Regions from separate parts of the Gossypium hirsutum genome. Here region 1 is linked to region 2. The links are chromatin contacts, called in public Hi-C maps. All regions are on one chromosome and are shown on one strand. The core of a region is the stretch at or near the end of the contact, and the rest is flanking DNA. Distances in the headings are between cores, read along the strand shown. Region 1 has its middle 8.9 kb from the start of LOC121206108. Region 2 holds the start of LOC107889147 (topless-related protein 1).

Region 1 (7,216 bases), core at 4,385-6,884, 35 kb after region 2:
TTAGACACACGACCATGTAATCCTCCGACACGTCTATAGCCGTGTGACCTATGTTTTATAGTTTTGTCTAGAATTTTGTGAATTGTTTAATTTAGTCACTATATAATTTTCGAATTGTTTTTAAAGATTTTATTCACTCGATTGAGTCCCTGATATTATGAACATGTTAAAATCTGGGAGTTGATAGTTGAATTGATACTGTATGATGATGATATATGAATGTTACATGTTTACTGTCATTGTCTTTCTGATGAACTGATACTGTTATTCTTACCACTGTATTATTGATTGCATAACTATTGTTACTATTGAACCGAATACATGTTAAGCATATCTATTGTTTCTGTACTATACTGTTACTAGCATATCATACTGCATTGCATGGGATGAAACGACTGAAAGGAGGAAGTATTGACAATTTAATAATCTACAACACTAGTGGTTCATCCACAAATTATTGGCAACTTTTAGCTGCAAATATGTTGTGCATCCACAGCCTGTTGACAGCTTAATAATTTGCAACATTGGTGGTTCATCCATAAATTACTGACAGCTTTTATCTGCAAATATGTTGTGCATCCACAACAAGTGGTAGCTTGTCTGTGAACTATTTTTTTTAAAATATTGGTGGTTCATCCATAAATTACTAGTTGCTTTTATCTGCAAATATGTTGTGCACCTACAATAAGTGGTAGCTTGTCTGCAAACTGTTTTTAAAATACTAGTTGTTTATCCATAATTTTTACTGTTGGGAGTTTATCTTCAAATACTGGTGGTTCATCCACAAACTAGAGTGTATTGGTTGGAAAAGTTCTAGGGAACTCTTACTGTGGAGTGTAGCGGTAGGGTAGGACATTTTCTTTTAAACTGAAACTGCATTGCATTCATAAGTATGAGCATACAAGAATGTGAATACTGAGATACAATATTGATGATTTTATTTGAAATATCGATATTTGAATTGCTATTCAAATTGTGATTATTCTATGAGTTGTTATTTTGTATGATTCGTCTACTGTTTACATTGATTTTCTTGTGATTGGACGTACACTAAGCTTCTTAAGCTCACTCCCCTATTATTTCCATCTTTACAAATAACCTATCAGGTTAGGATGCGAACTTAGCATATGGAGAGCTCAGCTCAAATTGATCTTTTTATTAAAAACTATTTTAGATTTATTATTTGAAATTTCCATTATTTTCGAACTATATCGGTTCATTTAAATTGTGGCATGGGACTTCGATTTTGGGTTTATTTAGCATACATGGTAATTAATTCGATTTTAGGATATTGAAACACGGATTTAGAACTAATTATGCTTAAATAATTCTGATTTTGCTTAATTAAAACTATGATGAATATCACTTTTCCGCTACTAGATTATAAATAATTTTTAAGTAATAAATAAAATGAAAATTAACTAAGTTTTCAAAATTAGTCATCGTTACAAGGGAAACATTAAACATAATCAGTTTTGTTAACTCGTGAGTTTTTTTGAAAATAGGCTAAGTTTTCTTCTAAGATAAACAAAAGTTTTAAAATAATTATTTTGTAAACGCCGTTAGCTTACCGAACCATTTTGGTAGCCAATATAATCTTTCGAATTCAGGCCTAATGCCTAGGCCGGGTTGGGGAGGTTACAGAGAATAAATTGGTAGTAACTACAATATTGGAATAATTGAGAAACAAACCGGAATTGCATCAACTTGATCAAATCATTGAAATTTGTATCTTAGCTCCGCCATAATCACACCTAACGATGAATATAGATCAACCAAGGAAAAATTGTCAAAAGTCTCAAGAGACTCATTGTATCAGTGATGCACAAAAGGTCAAGACTCAGATGACTTATCTCCCTCCACATATCTAATCTATCACCATTACTATGATTTATCATGATAAGGTCCTTTGAGAACAGTTCCTAATAGATTTGACGATACCTTTACTCACATAAACGTCGGAACATGACTAAAGGCTAAAAGTAAAACCAAATTTACTTTTAAAGAAAACATAATAAACAAAATAAAAATCACGAAAAATATGGATAAAATAAAACCACAAAATTATGGACAGAAACATGATAATATAAACTAAAAATAAAATAAAATCACGAAAAATAACATTGAAGAAATCGGAATCAACAATCGATGGCTAGTGTTGCTGTCGACGAAATAAATATTTAATTTGAAAAAACCTGATTTTTTATATTTAAAAGAAGAGTGGTTATATATATATAATTAATATTGTAATTTCACTTTTGATATGTCCCTTTCTTCGCAATATAATTTATCCCAAAAGCTTAGTTTCGAGTTGGTTCACCAGATCCAGAGAGATCGAAGAAACCAATTTCTCGAAGTAAAATATCGTGATATGATACGAAATTTTACTTGCCTTTTCTTTTATTTTTAGGCCGGATTACTTACATCAGGATATCAATATGGTATACAAAAATTAAATAAGATTGGGTTTTTGTTGTAAATATTACGTGACTAAAAGAATAATGTAATCTTAATTTCTTTTTAATAAATTTATTATAAGTTTTGATTATATCGGTTTTTATTAATATAATGTTTAAAATTATTTATAGTTCATATTTAATTCATAAATAGGAGTATACTTTAATACACTTAAATTCACGTCTTCTTATATTAATAACAATATTTACATTAATTGAACTAAAACTCAATCAGTAAACATAATATTAAAATGATATGTAAATAATTCATTCAATAATTATATTATAAGTAAAATAGTAAAGTGATTACAAATAATATTTTTTAAAATTTAGGTTCAATTTTTTAAATATTTTAACTTTAATTGTTTTATTTAAATATTTTATATATTAATAATAAATAACGAAAATATATCATACTAATATTTATTTGACCAAAAATATATTTTTTAAGTAAATTTTTCATATAAAGTTGATATTAAGTACACCAACTCAATTCATGACGTTAAATATAAATATAAATTATAGACAAATATATAAGAATACTTTTTTATAATATAAATTATTGACGTTTTAAACCTTATTTATTAAAGGAAGCTACAAAAGACCTTCCCATCTCATGCTCACCTTTTTCTTCTCTTTTTTTTTCCCTTGCATTTTACGGAAAAATGGTCAAATATCATTTTTCGTCTCTTTATTATACTTCAAATTAAGATTTTCACTTGTATATAAAAGAACATTCCTACTTTGACACATGTCTCAGTGTTTATTATTAATTTTTTTGCATTTCACAAAAAAATATCAAATACTATTTTTGTGCTATTTACTATACTTAAAATTAAAATTTAATTTTTATATTTAAATTTTTACAATATTTTAGTTTTTTAGTAATATTGGTTCGAATTATTAATATTGATGATTACTCTTATTAAATTTTTTTATATGATTTTTTTTTAAAAAGTACTATTTTAACAAAAAAAATCTTTTTAACATGATGAGTTTGAATTTTAAAAAAAAACCAAATTAGCTACTGAAATTTCCAACGGTACTAATTATTTCAACTAACTAAATCACATGGTTTCTTCCTCTTTTATAGTCATTACATGATAATGGTAAAAATTACAGTTTTGATTTCTCTATTATGCTCACATTTAATATTTATTCTTTATATTTTAATTTAAAATAATTTGATTATTTATTTTTATAAAAATTTTCAAAATCATACTGATGGTCGAACCGATTAGACTACTGATCATTACTTCAACCAGTTTGATTGGTTCGATTAAATACATTATTAGAAAATAAAAATATTTAAAAATAGAGAAAACCAACTCAATCAATCCATTGACCGGTTTGACCGGTTTACAAGTCAACAAGTTTGACCCTTTATTCGAGTTTGGTACCCCTACTCACTGGTCCAATTGGTCGGTCCAGTCTAGTTCTAAAAACAATGACTTTTACAATGACATTAGTTAGTCCATATAATTTACGTATTTATATGTGATAGCTATCATATTATTTTGCTATCATATCTTTTGTATGCTAACAAGTGCCGAAGGATAAAAAAATTATTTATAATTAAAATGTTAAAAGTGATTTTTCAACTATATATGAACATTCTGACAAAAACAAAAAAGAGTATGAGTGTTGTAAAAGGGTATGGCACTGTATTTTTTTTCTAGGTCGAAGTTCAGTTTTGGTCAGTATACTATGCTCAAATTTAAAATTTAATCTTTATACTTTAATTTTTTTATTTAATTTGGTACTTCAACTTTTATATTATCATAAGTTACCCCAAATACTATTTTTTTTTTCAGTGTAAATTAGAAATCACACTTTAATTTTTTAAATATAAATATCTTTTATTATATAATAAATTGTAGCAAGAGTTATTTTGCTATTATTTATGATTAAGTGTTGTAAATATTCATAGATTTTATCAATAAAATTTTTAATACCATGGTACCGTTTTGTAAAAAAATAATTACAAATATTATTTTAAATAATGCTTTTAATTTTTTATATATAAAAAGTGCTTTTAACCATTAATTAGGAGTAAAAACTCTTAAATAATTAAAAATTATCAAATAATAAATGTAAATTTTTCATGACAACTTGGAATTTAACTTATTTTGGGGAAGAAATATCCCTTTCCAAAATATATATAATATTGTGTACACAATAATTATTAAGTTATATTAATTTTACATTATTCATAAATTATTATGCTCAATTTATAGATTATTAAATGAATAAGAAAAATAAAATAAAAATCAAAGAGTCAAGACTATTGATTTAGAGTAAATTCAAAATTTTAAATTTTTATAATAATAATTATTAAAATATTTGAAAAATTAAAATAATTGACATATTTTAACTATGTTTATTATTTTTAACAGTACTACTTTATATTAATTATACGAAGTAAAAAAAATTGATAATTTAAAAAATCAATACGTAATAAACAAATAGCAGGGTTAATAAAAATAAAAATATTTTAAAATTTAAAATATGTTATTTTTAATTTTATTACTAAACTTAAAAAATTGTATTATCAATATTAGATTGTATGAACATCCGTATTGTGTGTGAAGAAAATATAGTAAACTAATATCAACAACAAGAATCGTAATCTTCATCTTAACCACCCCTTCATTTTAGTATTGTAATTTAAACTATTTAATTTATACGAGATTTCTAAACAATTTAAAATTTATTTAAGAACATAATTTTTTAATAAAAAAATATTATTTTTAAAATATTTGTTTAATTCATAACATACGGGGATAAATCACAAAATTGTACATTAATTATGTTTAATCTGTAATTGTATACATAAACTTTAATTTTGTACAATTTTATATATAAAATTTTGATTTGATCCAATTCTTGTCAAATTTTAGCACAGTTATTTATATAACATCCTTTTATGTTTATATAATGTATGTATATAAATAATTATATTTATTCTATATAAAAATAAATTAATATATTTATTTCTTTAAATATCTATGATTAAATTAAAATTTTAAGTATCCATTTAAATTATAATTAAAATTTCGTATGTAATTACATTAAATTAAAATTTATATATATAATTACATATTTTAAAATTTATGGTATGTACTATAAATAACAAATCATGAAATAAAGAGGAGAAGGCAAGCAGGTTGCCGTGTTTGGCAGATGATATTTAATGGGCTATCATGCTATGTCATGGAACGTGGAATGCACGCGCCATTTACGTTGTAGGAGATTGGGATTTTCAAGCACTTCGGAAATCATGATAATCGATAATTAATTGCACAATTATTCTTATCATTATCGTGGCACGGATTATTCAAACATAATCTAAATACACCAATTTTTTCAATTTTTTTAATAACATTTTGCTTTAAGTAATAAGGAAAATGATGTTATTATTATTTTTTAACAAATAATATTTAGAATGATCTATAATTCTTCCCTAATCTATAAATAGAATGATAATACTAAAAACTTATGTCCTCTTACATTGATAATAATGTCCATATCAATCAAGCTAAAACGCAATCGACAATATTATTATTCTTTAATGAAATAAAAATATTAACAAGAAGATTCATGACTAGTTTCTCATTGCTTTCAAAAAACACTTACGAAAAGTTTTGTTTAAGATTTAAATATTTAATATTACTATAAAAAACACTTCTAGAAATAAAGTATTCATTTTAAACATAATTTTGCGCAGTAAAAAATATGTGTTTAAATAATATTTAAATTCGTTAATATTACGATATTTTAGTAAAAATATAAGAAAATAATTTATTGTAACTATCATTATTAATATTTTGATATATGAAATATAAAATTTAAATATTAGAAAGCAATTAATATTAATTTTTTGTAAAATTTAATTTTAATATATAATCTATATTTTAAATATTAATAAAGTCTAACCATTACAAATTTAAATATATAAGTTATATATTTGAAATAAATTTCAAAAGAAAAATAATTTACCCCCAATATAAATATTACAAAAATAACTTGGATTATAAATAAAGGTTCAAAATTGTTTTTCCTAAAAAAAAAAGCTAAAAAGAAAATTGCTTTTCAGTTAAAACACATTGTTGACTTCAAAAACTGTCTGTTTAGTATTGCTTATAGCTTCAAAAGTACTTTTTCAAAAACAATGTAAAACAAAGCTTTATAATGCTTATATATATATAACTTTATCATACACATGTTATTACAAATATTTCCTAAAATTTTTCCACGATAAAATAATTATTCATAAAGAAAAAATACTTAATTTTAATGAGTATTTTGTGTTTTTTCATTTTATGATTATAAGAGGATGTGATTTTTTTAAAGGGACATTTGGTTCAAGAAATATAATGCAATAAACCTTTTTTGGGATTTAGTGCTCTTAGTGTAGTTTTTCGTTATCATGTACTTGTAATTTTTGAACAAACTGATTTAATAAAATTACATCATTTATATATTTATTTAAATAATAACAATTTTATAAAACACACGAGCAACCTATACATTGCACGAGATAAAAAAATTAGTATATATATTTATTTTATTTTCTTAACTTAATTTAACAACAACAATAATCTATAATATATACAAAAACACGAGTTTAAAAATTTTTTGAACTGACGAGAGTACCATTTATTTTTCATTATATTACTAAATTCTCGTTTAAAAATAATTATAATATTTAATTTAAAATTATTAGCTAAAAAATTGAAATAAAATAGACGTTATGATAA
Region 2 (6,708 bases), core at 2,472-4,971:
GCCTACAATATCCAGCCATCAAACTAACTTTAATCACAATAATTCTTGACAATCAGCTTAAGATAAATATACGAGTAACGGTGCAAGAAAACTAACCTTGTACCATCAGCACTGTAGGCCATGGTTGTGCACCACCGACCAGGAGCTTCGTAGTCAACCCGTGATCCCATGTTATCATACAACCATGCCTTTATCTTTCCATCTAAGGCAGTTGAAAAGATAAACTGAGGCCAAAAAAGTCAAAAGGAGGCACATCAGGACAGAAACAAATGTGGAGAGGGTAAGACATCTAAAGCCACATTATTACCTGAATGTTCTCTTTATAGTGAGGGCAGACAGAATACACAGGAGCCTCGTGACCTTCAAAGGTATACTGCTTCATACCATTGGAAGCATCCCACACCTAACATTACAACATGAAATTAGCAAAGACAAGCAATTTTTCCTCCTAGAATGATAAACAAACACGTAAAATGATAAACAAACCTTAATTGTCTTGTCATCACCGCAAGTTATTACACAAAGTTGCTTATTTGGAAGAGAGAATGCAATATCGTTTACTCCACCAACATGAGCATCAATCTAGACAGGAAATTTTAAAATATGAATTTCAGACAGCCAACTCAAACTCGAGAGGACTATACAAATCCAAGATAGTATAATACCTCAAGATGCTGTCGAACTTCATCACCACCATGGTAAGAATATATTTGCACAATATGCCTTGAATAAGCAACTCCTGTTTTCCAAACAGATATGGCATCTCAATCAATGTTCCCACACTACCTATATCTATATAGAGGTTCTAGCAGATAATCATAAACTAATTCTAATGGATTAAATCTCACCGAATAAAGAACCATCGGGACTCCAAATTACACGATTTACTGAGACAGCAGGATCTTTGACTAGAGCAGCCTGAATTCAAGCAGTTAAATTGTGTTTAGTATGTCTAAAGAGAAAATACAGTAAACAACAATTAAATACACGAACCTGAAGAGGCATTGAACAAACACTAAGATCCCAAACTTTGAAGTTCTTTGAAACCAGCCGCTCCCGAGAGCCAACTTCCCACAAGGCAATGTCTCCAACATTTGTACCAACTGGTTCATTGTATACAGAAGTCTATTATCCAAGATCAAAATACCAGCCAGCCAAAGGCAGAAAACCAAATGCAACCATAAATAAAAGGCAGAAGTATAGCAGACCTAGAAGTAGAGTCTGCTGAACAGGATGGAAATCCATGCTCATAGGAGATGAACCCTGATTCAGAGTTCTTGCAACAGCCTTCGGAAGATCGTCAGGTGCATTGAAAGTTTGACTGTGACCATGGCCCGGAAATGTTACCTGCAGCACATTGACTGGCAGATTTACCTGCACAAAGTGAGCAACTATCAGTAAAATAACCTAAGACAGAAAGACGCCCATAACCACAATACACCCAAGCCAAATTAAACTACTTTAACCAGAAACCAGAGTACCTCATCGGAAATCCCCATGGGCCTGGCCCTTTTGGAAACATGATCAGAGTCTGCAGATGGGTAGTCTACAGACGGATTAGTTGGAGGAGTCCTTGGATGCTTCAACGCAGCTATAAGTCAACATGAAACATGGCTAGAGTTAAAAGATGAAAAAGAACCAGAAGAAGGAAAGATATCAGCATTATGCTAAAAAGAAACCTAGAGAGGGAGTGATAACGGAAGAAAGAAGTTAAAAATCCAAAAAGAGAAAAGAATAAACTACCTGGTATTGAAGACGCACCAAGACCAATGGCACCAGCTGAAACTGCTGGATGAGTTACAGCTGAAGGACTTGACATCCAACCTGCAAGGGGTGCTGGAACCGGTGCAGGCGTAGCTTGAAAAGGCTGATGATGTAAAATAGGGAATGTTAAGGAAAGTATATCAATAATAAAAGAAATTTTTTATACTACTATCTAAGCTGTGTACCCACCCCATGAGCACCTAAGGGAGGAAAACCTCCAGCTTTTGGTAAGGATCCAAGAAGTGGATTATTGGCAGGTGATGGTGCTCGTGCACCATTTGGCTGCCCACATGAGTGATCCACAAAGAGAGTTTTTATATCTGGATTTGGTCTCGGGTTTTTACAAAGTTGATGCTGCCAATTCAAGCTGTAGTTGCACAAAAAATCAATTGTCCACTAAAATCACAACTACAACAACTTGACTTTACTGAAAACACCAGTCCCAATACAAGCTCAAGAACGGCAACAATAAGATTACCTCTGATTAATCAGGGTTCGTAACCTCGAATTTTTAAGGGTCGGGAACTGCAATTTGTCACGGAATAAAGGATTTGCTTCAATAAGCTTCTTGAGTTCAACTAACATGATTGCTCTAGCTGACTTTGTATCTCCATATTTCGACAACTGTTCGTTCTCTCTGTTATGAAAGTAACACATTCTTCAGCACATTCACTATTATTTATTTTACCTCAAGACTTTAACAACTAAACATGAGCCCCGTACCTGAAATTCTCCAAAGTCAGAAGCTGAGTGATTTCCTTAAAAAGTTCCTCATTAAATGTAGCAAAAACTTTCAAATCCTTAACTAATATCTCCACAGCTTTGGATCGATCATGCCTTACAAAAATTTAAGCAATTCCAGTTGTAACCGAATTCGATTATCAACAACGTTTTCAATGATACATAACAAACTAGTGATTAATACAATAAATCAAAATTGAAAAGTCTGCAAAAACTTACTTATCCAATGCCTCAAGATACTTCTGCTTTCTTATCTCGAAAAAGATTTTCATGGAATATCGATTGTCATCGACCTTGGTAAAACCAGAGAGGTATTTCTCCACCTCATCCCAATTTCCATTATGCACTTCATCCTCAAAATATTTCATATTGAAGAAAAACCCAGATTCCTGTTCAAGCCTATTTAAATTCCAATAATAAAGAATACTTTGATAAGCTGAAATCATTACATTTCAAATTATGATTTAACCATAAATACACCATACGATATAACCTTTAAAAGGTACTAAAACTAACATTCTATTAATTAAATTAAAGAAAAAAATTTACTTGTGAACAGTCTCTTTAAACTTTTCCTCATCTAGGAACTGTAAGATCAAGAAAACAAGCTCTCTACTGAGAGACGACATCGAAGCCGCCCCGTTTCAAATCCCAACGCTGAAACGAAAATCACCAGATCTACAAAGAGTTGCAACAAAATACAAAAACAAAGGGTCAGCCAAAAATACCTTAAAAATCCCAAAATAAAACCTAATATTTAAAAATATATATAACTAGATCATTGAGCCATCTTTAACCTCCCCTAAACAAGCCACAAAAGGGTAAAAATTCTACGTTTTTGTGGGGGATTAAAGAGAATACAAAATAGCATCTAAAAACACATAAATAAAAAAGCAAAACAGGAGACCAAACAAAAGATAAAAAAAAAAAAAACAAAGACAGCAACAGATTTGTTAGAAAATCAACTTGTTCTTTAGAAGAGATCGAGTTTCAGACCCTTTAAGAGGTTAAAAGAACTTTCTCTCTTAACAAAAAAAAAAAAAACCAAAGGCAGGCAGAGATTTCACTTTCTCTCTCTTCTCTCTCTTTTGTATATCCTTTTTATATAAAAACCCAACCTACAGCCTTGCAGAAATTGAGAATTTTAAAGGAGGAGGCAGATAAAGAAGATGATAAGTACAGTTACTTATCACATGATAGCTTATTGCAAAATGTACAAGTTATATGGACAAGGAATGAGCAAATTTATAAATACAGTGAAGTAATTGGGCCCACTTAGCCGGCTACTTTGTGTGGAGTTTATCGGCGCGTAAGCCATTCCATTAGTGGAGATTATTACCAGCGTTGAGGTGTACCGTAGTTTTCCTTTTGAGCCCGTCGATTTTGAAGTGTGTTTTTTCTAATGTTTTGATCCAACGGTTAAGGATAGTGATTAAGATAAGGGTGAGAAGTAGAGGAAGAGAACCTAGAAAGCGATATATACTTTTCTCGGATCCCCAAAGAAATGAAAGTTTTCCTCGACGGGGAGATCCAGGGAGTCTGACCCTGGATTTTGCTAAATATTACGGAACCTGCCATTTTTCGAGGGAAGAATGGGGAAAATATAATTTATCATATCACGTAATCACGAATTTAGTCGTGAGATATCGTACCGATAAGTTGCTTTTGATTTTGATTTTAAAAGCAGACAATAATTAATTAATAAGTTTTATATTACATATATTAATGGTGCAATATTTTACGATTAAACTACATATTGGATTTTTTTTAATTATAGATTTATAATTAAATTAGTCTTATTTGCTTATTATATTTTTAATTTTAAAATTAAATAAAATAATAATAAGCACTTTAATGCACGCGGTCAATTGAATTAATGCTTAATTAATAAATTAATAGATAATGTTGTAAATTATTTAATGTTAAAATAATATAATTAGGCATTTTAAATAATTTAATTTTATCATTGTTTAAATTCTTACTTGTTTTATTTTAAAACTAAATGTACGATATTAACATGATGTTTAATAAAATGAAAAATTAAATATTAAATTTTGAAGTATAATTTAGTAAGTACTAAACTCGGATTATAAAAATTGTTGAAAATTAATAATTGTTAAATTGTAAAATTGTTCATTTTTTTTCATACATTTTGAATAACAAAAATATGAGAAAATATATCTAAACTGATAATAAAAATAATCAATTTAAATTATTGTGGATTGATTGTTATTAAATAAAGTATAGAGTACTCAATTTATTTAAGACAAAACGAAATTATTTAATAAAAATTTAATGACAATAAAGTTTTGAGTTAATGGAGTTATGATTAAAGTTTTTGTCAAACATTCGTCTCGTGCAAATTTAAACTGCATTACCCTCATCTTTTATCTCCATTATTGAATTAAAAAACTTTAACAATAAATATAATTTATTTATTTTTAATAACACTATATAATGTGCTTCATTAACTATATATAAATTTATCTCTGAAAAATAATTGCAAGATAAATCAAAATAATATTATTAAATCAAAATATTTTAAAATAATTCATTTTATTTTCAAGAAAATAACATAATAATATATATAATTTTTTACAATATCGTTCATCAAATATACATTTTTAATTTTTTAAATGTAACATTATTTAATAAATTTTGGGAAAAAAGCATTATACAATAGTTAAATGATCGGATTTTTTTTTTTTTTTTTTTTTTTTGCTTTCTTTGTTTGGTTGCGGAGATGAAGGATCTTAGATTGGTGTCATAATCTAAGGGGGATATATATATGTAACCTAACATACTAAATTTAGTACACGTATAGGACATAAGAAAATTAAAATAAAACTATACTATGCATCCTGGGCAAAAAAAATTAAATATGATTTCAGTTAAAATCATAAAATTATAATAATTAAAATTAGGCTTAAAGAATAAAAAAATATATTTAAATTTTACTTATTTTTCTAGTCGGTTTTATTTATTTTTGTCACAAGTGGTACTTAAACTATATTTTATTACTCAATATAGTACCTAAATTATGTTTCATTACCCAAATGACCCCGGGATGTTAGTGGGGTGGGTTTTGTTGGGTCTCGCCTCACTTCGCACTCAATTGGGCAGGAATAGGTATAGGTTTCCTGAGTGATGGAGCGAGGATGGGGATAAAATTAGATTCGCTATGGGTCGTGGGGTAGGCGTGGGTACGACCTTGTACTCGCTCATCCCCATCCGCCCGCCTGCATAATATAATAAATATATTTTAAAAAATTATTTATAAAAACTTAATTTAATAATTATCTTAATAGTATTTTATTAATTTAACAGTATTTAATTTTTGTACTTGTGTTGCATTTGAAGACATTTATGATGTATTTGAGACATTGTTTGTATTTGGACATTATGTAAGGATTTTATTTTCTTAATTTTTAAACTCGTGTTGAAGTTATATTTTATTTACCAATTGAAGAGTCGCAAAGACTTTTTTTTTAATGTTGACAGTTGGAATAATGTCACATATGTGGTAGGAGTATGAAGGATAGGTATTTAATACTTTTTTTCATAAAAAATTTGGTTTATATTTATTTAACTGATACTTATAAATATATTATATGAAATGGGTCACGGGGGGTATAGCGGGGATTATGTGGGTCTAGGGACCCACGTGCATAGTGGGGCGGGGATGCTTTTAGTCTTATGGGTCATAGGGCGGGGATGGTTTTGGGTTTTGTACCTGTAGCGAGTTGCGGAGCAGGGATGGAGATGAAAATTCTTAGTGAGGATAGGTGCGGTGGGAGCACTCCCCTCACCTGCCCAATTGACATCCCTAACCCCAACCATAAAAAAAAAACCACTTAGCCAATCATTTTGTGGCACGTAGTAATTTTTAACTAAAAACAAAAAAGGTTAAATATTATTTCCTTTTAAGTTTAAAAAAAAAATTATCTCTTTTGTTCTTCACCTATGAACTCTAGGGATAGAAAATTCAATAACTCATTTGAAAATCTCATCCAAAACTCGTTTTCACCGACAAAACCTAGATTTCAACAAGCTTCTTTTTCCTTTTTAAACTTCGATTTCAATTCCTTTCTCACTCCAAACCAAAATCTATATATTATTTTTCTTAAAAATAACATTCTTCATTCTTTTATATATACTTTGCATAAAATAATTACTGCTAGGTAAACTTCTATAAAGAAAAAA

What was found. A called contact is a pair of places that touch in the nucleus more often than the background predicts.
Region 1: a contact with region 2 is called in a Hi-C map of leaf, with 4 times the contacts expected there. The contact joins the enhancer-like site here to the promoter of LOC107889147 in region 2. A contact is called at or near these places in 24 of 34 Hi-C or Micro-C datasets (anther, callus, fibers and 5 more).

What each region holds. Positions count from the first base shown.
Region 1 is chrA09:63,096,602-63,103,817 of Gossypium_hirsutum_v2.1, forward strand. No RefSeq gene overlaps it. Among protein-coding and RNA genes, the nearest start is that of LOC121206108, 8.9 kb to the right of the region's middle. Within about 2 kb of position 5,635, at least 1 of the 9 cell types and tissues checked has an H3K27ac peak or open chromatin away from gene starts, as enhancers often do. A contact at or near this core is called in leaf, where this site is marked.
Region 2 is chrA09:63,063,345-63,070,052 of Gossypium_hirsutum_v2.1, forward strand. It overlaps LOC107889147 (topless-related protein 1), which reads right to left and starts at 3,722. Exons shown (of 26, transcript XM_016813483.2): 1 at 3,502-3,722; 2 at 3,055-3,183; 3 at 2,725-2,904; 4 at 2,488-2,601; 5 at 2,243-2,401; 6 at 1,954-2,131; 7 at 1,744-1,867; 8 at 1,482-1,591; 9 at 1,209-1,374; 10 at 994-1,103; 11 at 849-918; 12 at 666-739; 13 at 487-582; 14 at 308-403; 2 more. The coding sequence starts at 3,134.